Regions from separate parts of the Mus musculus genome. Here region 1 is linked to region 2. The links are chromatin contacts, called in public HiChIP or PLAC-seq maps. All regions are on one chromosome and are shown on one strand. The core of a region is the stretch at or near the end of the contact, and the rest is flanking DNA. Distances in the headings are between cores, read along the strand shown.

Region 1 (2,700 bases), core at 199-2,698, 150 kb after region 2:
ATTTTCTACTATATATACATATTTTCATGCATTGACGTTCTAGATGTACATATAAGTCCTATATAGTAGAAAAATGAGAATAACCTGTAATCACATTTATCATAAACAAGAAGCACCCAATATCTGACGTGTAATGTCAAACTACAATCACTAACTTTTTTTTACATCCTTACCAGAACAAAACAAATCATTTTTCTTGTACAACTGAGTTTATATCCCATTTTCGGCATGTCCTTGCAATTAGGGTAATTAGTATGATTTAAAATCTTCTTGCCATCCGTTCTCTATTTGAGTAAAACATTTTTGTACCAAGGACTGGGGCATTAAAACATTTCCTGTCTCTCTAAAGGTGGAAAAGACATCTTCCTAAAAGATTTTTTTTTTCTTTTTTTAACTGTGAGTAGCTAGGAAACTTAGCATAGCAAAGATGGGATGGGGCTTTCTCCAAAGCAGACCTCGCTCAGAGACAAGATGTAACATAAGGAGGAAAGGATGAGCTAGCGGCAGGTGATGAAATTTCACCTCAAAAAAGGACGCAAAAGGCTGTGTCTCCAGCAAGGGAGGCGTGAATGCTACTCCTGGAGTACCAGGGGCTCCGAGTGCCCCGCACTCTCTGCACCTCAATACTCACCACTCCCCACCCAGGGGGTGGCTCCGCAGGACTCAGTACGCGGAGCAGGCAAGCCAAAGCTGTTTGCAAACAAGCGTCCTCTGCCTCCCTCCGGGATGTGCTCGAAGGGCCCTGGGAAGGAAGGCACGCTCGGCCCCGCCCGGGACAAACGCGAAGGGCACCGGTGCGGCCGCCAGCCCGATCTTCACGTACCCGGCCGCGCCGGAACCCAGGCCCGGCTAAGGGCTTCCCGGCGACTCGGGGCCTAGTCGCCCCCCGCACGCCTTCAATCTCCCGGGGACCCACGGAGAAAGGGCCGAGGCCCCAGAGCTCCGGGGTGCCCGCGGCGGCCGCACTGGCAGGACGCTCCGTCCGCCCGGCCCAATAGCTGGCGCCAGGACCCCTGGGCGGCGCAAGCAGACGAGCCCCGAACCGCAGCGCGCCACACTCACCGCCTCTCCATGGCCCGGGGGTCGTCACTCAGCCGAGAGCCTCGTCCTCAGCGGGGCTCCGCCGCGAAGCCTCGCACTCCTGAGGGGGCTGCGGTCTCAGCGGCCGGGACTGAGGCCCAGCGCCCCTCCAGCCGCCTCAGCCACGCGGGTCCGGGAAAGCGCGGCCGAGCGCGGCCGAGCGCGGCCGGGGGCGCAGCTTACGGCGGGACAACCGAGGCGATGCAGGCAGACGGGCTCGGCGAAGCCTCGGGCGCCGCCGCGGTGGCCGCTTCAGCCGCCCGCGCCGCTGGGCCACAGCGCCCCCTGGACCCCACGTCCCGCTACGGCGCCGGGACTGCGGCGGCCGCACCGGGCACGAGCGGCAGGGAACGCGAGGCAGCGCGGCCTGGGGGTGGCGGGGCCCCGTGCGCCCTGCGCCGCCCGCGGCCCGTGGCCCGCCCCTGACGCGGCTTCCCGGGAGCCGGAAGCTGTCGGCTCCCCCCACACCCCACCCCCGTCAGACCCCAGCACCTTTTTCTTCCCTCCAAGAAGGTATGTGAATGCTTTCGTCACTCGTCTCCGAGAGCGGGAATGTGAGGGAATCTCGGTTCATTTCTCGTGGAGACAGGGGGTCCCTTTTAATTCCCTCAGTGCGTCAGTATGAAAGGAGCGTGACCCAGAACAAATCCCTTTTTTCTTTTCCTAAGCACATGCACAATCCCTTCCCAAAGCAGATAAAGGAATCATCTTTGACCTCAACTTTTTTGGAGCTACTGTGCAGATTCACTACAGAAATGTGCTATAGAATTCCTTAAACCCTATCCTTACCTACAAAGTAGGGGGGAGAAAACAAAAAACAAACAAACAAAACAAAACAAAATTTAAAAAACGCTGACAAAGAGAAGAGAATAACCAACGGGTTGTCCTGAAACCGATAAACAACTTAAAGGTAAGAAAAGACTCATCCTTTTACTAACTTAACCCTGGCCACCACCTCTACCACTTCTGGGTCACCCACCCCTTATCAAATCCTAGATAAAAACTCTGAAAGAAGGAAATTGTTGTGGTTATATTAAAGGCTATGCAGTCATTTTGTTTACAAATGCCTCCTGTTTGATCTTGCCCAGCCTCTAGGATGCTAACATAACGTCACAACTAAAGACTGTCAGAAGGGAAATAGGAAAAAGAAAAAAAAAATTTTAAATCCCCTGGTCCCTCAAATTCCCAAATACTGTGTTTGTTTGGTTGGTTGGTTGGTTGGTTTTGTTTCTGGGAGCTATACTGGAACAAGCAAGGACTTTGGTGTCAGGCAGATCCTGATGCCACTGGTTCCAGTTACATCATGTAGAGTTTTATGACCCTGGCAAGTTATGTAATATTTTTGAACCTCTGTTTTCTCCTGCCTGCCTAGCTGGTTGTGAAGGTTGGGGATGGAAGGACGGGCCTATAGTTCCAATTTTTGTTAATTCCAGAACACCCTAACACTTACTTAGTCATTCTTAATCTGGAGATTGTGCCCATCTGTGTGTGTTTATCCCACCACACTCCCCAACCCCGCTCGTGTGTGTCTGTGTGTGTGTGTGTGTGTGTGTGTGTGCGTGTGCGCGTGTGTGTGTGTGTGTGTGTGTGTGTGTGTGTGTGTGTGTTCCTATCAAAAGG
Region 2 (2,700 bases), core at 77-2,576:
CGGGAACAGGAACGTTACTTTGGTACTATTGGTGGGAAGTAAGGGAAGGTTCTCTTTGGTTTGGTCCATGTACCTAAGGTGAAAGACTGTTAATTGGGGAGAAAAAAAGGAAAAAAGAAAAAGAAAAACTATCAGTTTTATGTAGCCATTTTTATTTTAAAACTAGATCTAATTCACTGTAGGGACTTTATACTCTGAACAGTGTGAATTACCTAGAAAAGTCTTCAAATGCCCTGCTCTCTGTCACTTTATCTATTTATGTACTTATTTATTTTGAGACAGGGTTTCTCTATGTAACAGCCCTGGCAGTCCTGAAACTCTTTGTAGACCAGGCTGGCCTCAAATTAAGAGATCCATCTATCTGTCTTCTGAGTGCTGGGACTAAAGGCGTGTGCAACCACACCCAGCTTCCCTGTCACTTTAAAAGCAGAAGCAGTGATCCACAGAGCCACTGCACCTGTGCATTCTTCTTCTGAGACGGCATGTCATGGAGCTGATCACCTGGCTAATCCCTGGCTGGCCACTCTGGCCAATCTTAGCTTTTGTAGTAAATGCAGGGAAATGAGGGGGCAGATCGTTGCAACAATTAATAGTCACAAATGCATTATTTTAGATTTTTAAAAAATCAGCATCCCAACTCTTTCCCATTTTAAAGCACTAAGTTCAGCAAAGTATCCCTCCAGATTTACTCTTTACTCTGTATATTTGGTTGTAGGAGGCAGGGTCTCACTCTATATAGCAGTCCACCTGCCTCAGCCTTCCTAGTGTTGGGATTACAGGCCTGAGCATGTGCCAGCCACCAGCCTGGCTTCCTCAAGGTGACTTGTGAAGGCTCTGCGTGAAGTAAACACTCAGCTGCTGGTCACTACACTGCTGCAGAAGCAGCTCAGGGCTGAGCTTCTCCCACTTCACGTAGGAGATCCCAGGGCTGGAGCTTGTCCAACTGTTAGTGCTTAACAAGGCAGAAACTGCACACAAGTGATGCCCCAGAACACACTGGCCAATCTTAGCCACCATGAGCTCGCAATCTCTCCTATGTAAGAGATTTAACAATGATATTCACATGATCAAGCAGTAATTTGCAATGAAAGGGTCTCTGCCTTCGTTAAGGGACCTAGAGCAGAGAGGGAGGACTTGAAGAGGTGTTGGTCCCCTGTATCTTCCTTACAGTCTGGCCTGACTCTTGATGATCCCCCATTGTGCTCCTCTGATGGAAATGTCTTAGTTTTCTTTGACTTCAAGGATCTCCCTTTACAACTTGGTCCCTTCCAGTCCACTGCATTGTTCTGCTTACTGAAAACAACCTCAGGCAGAGGGAGGCCAACAAAGCCACCCACTGGACATGGAGACAATCTTAAAAGGTCTTTGTTGTAGCCAAGGAATGCATGGCTAGGGGGAGGGGCCTGCATAAAGCCTCATTTTCTAAGACTTGATCAACCACAGTCACCAAACATTCACAGATAGAACCAGGCACAATGAAAATCCTTTTTTAAATATTGCACTGCATGTCCTTTCTTTCGTTCTTCCTTTTTTTTTTTTTTTTTTTTTTTGATTTTTTTTCGGTTTTTTGAGACAGGGTTTCTCTGTGTAGCCTTGGCTGTCCTGGAACTCACTCTGTAGACCAGGCTGGCCTCAAAATCAGAAATCCGCCTGCCTCTGCCTCCCAAGTGCTGGGATTAAAGGTGTGCGCCACCACTGCCCGGCTATTGCATGTCCTTTTGAATTACTGAACTAAACAATACATACTTTATTTTAAAGTCAGGAAATAGCTTTGTGGCTTTTCCCTTCTGTAGCACCACTTTAAGACCTGTGTGGCCCCTCTCCTAGTTATTTAGGCTTTTCCCCCACAGGTTTGTAGCATCCCCTTAAAAGATCTTTGCACTAAGTGAGGTCAGCTGTTGTGAGTATAAAACAAACCAGCTGGGCTGGGGCTGGCAGGCAGGAAGCCTGTACCTGGTGTAGTTCTAGTTCTGTCCCTCTCTGGCCTCTAAGATGGACGTCAGCAGTCTTCTTAGTCCTACGAATAAGACTTAAAAACCCCATGCCTGTTATTTAATACAAACAGTTAATCCCAGACTCAATGCTGAGCAGATTACTTACTAGAAATACATTAAACTTGGGGGCTGGAGAGATGACTCAGCAGTTAGAGCTCTTCCAGAGGTCCTGAGTTCAATTCCCAGCAACCACATGGTGGCTCACAACCATCTCTAATGGGATCCGATGCCCTCTATTGGTGTAGTTGAAGAGAGGAACAGTGTACTCACATAAATTAATTTTAAAAAAGAGAAATACATTAAATGCCTAATTATCTTTCAGATGGCCATAGAGAAATCTAATTGGAATTTGGGGTACCCTAGCAGGACCCAGTGTAGATGGAGAAGACAGAGACTGGAACTTAAACAATCTCAGCATTCTACTACCTTGAGTATGGGAGTAGCATATTGCTATAATCCCAGCACTTGGAAGGCCGAGGCAGGAGCGTTGGGAATTGAAGGTCTTCTTTGACTATTCTGAGTTCGAGGTCAGCCTGGGCTACATGAGAGCCCACCTCAAAACACCAGGAAATACATTATACAATATATGCTTACAAATGAATTTGGTAAGCATACAATAGTTTTTAAATACACCAGTGCAATTGTGCTCTTCAGTGTAGATGCTCTGTATTTATCTTTTAGGGTTAAATCTAGAAAACCTGGCCTA

What was found. HiChIP or PLAC-seq counts read pairs in DNA pulled down with a chosen protein or histone mark.
Region 1: an H3K4me3 HiChIP or PLAC-seq map of embryonic stem cells shows a contact between it and region 2, with 3 times the contacts expected there. The contact joins the promoter of Zfyve9 here to the enhancer-like site in region 2. A contact is called at or near these places in 3 of 39 promoter capture datasets (the 3T3-L1 cell line and liver), 7 of 484 Hi-C or Micro-C datasets (brown adipocytes, cerebral cortex, embryonic stem cells and 2 more), 5 of 115 datasets of contacts at active chromatin or transcription factors (embryonic forebrain, embryonic stem cells, extraembryonic endoderm stem cells and 1 more) and 4 of 9 other capture datasets (adipose tissue, embryonic stem cells, liver and 1 more).

What each region holds. Positions count from the first base shown.
Region 1 is chr4:108,779,391-108,782,090 of GRCm38.p6, forward strand. Zfyve9 (zinc finger, FYVE domain containing 9) reads right to left here and starts at 1,449. Exons shown (of 19, transcript NM_001384118.1): 1 at 1,063-1,449.
Region 2 is chr4:108,633,990-108,636,689 of GRCm38.p6, forward strand. Cc2d1b (coiled-coil and C2 domain containing 1B) reads left to right here. Exons shown (of 25, transcript NM_177045.3): 25 at 1-133. Among named protein-coding and RNA genes, the nearest start is that of Cc2d1b, 15 kb to the left of the region's middle. Within about 2 kb of position 1,327, at least 24 of the 459 cell types and tissues checked have an H3K27ac peak or open chromatin away from gene starts, as enhancers often do. A contact at or near this core is called in embryonic stem cells and trophoblast stem cells, where this site is marked.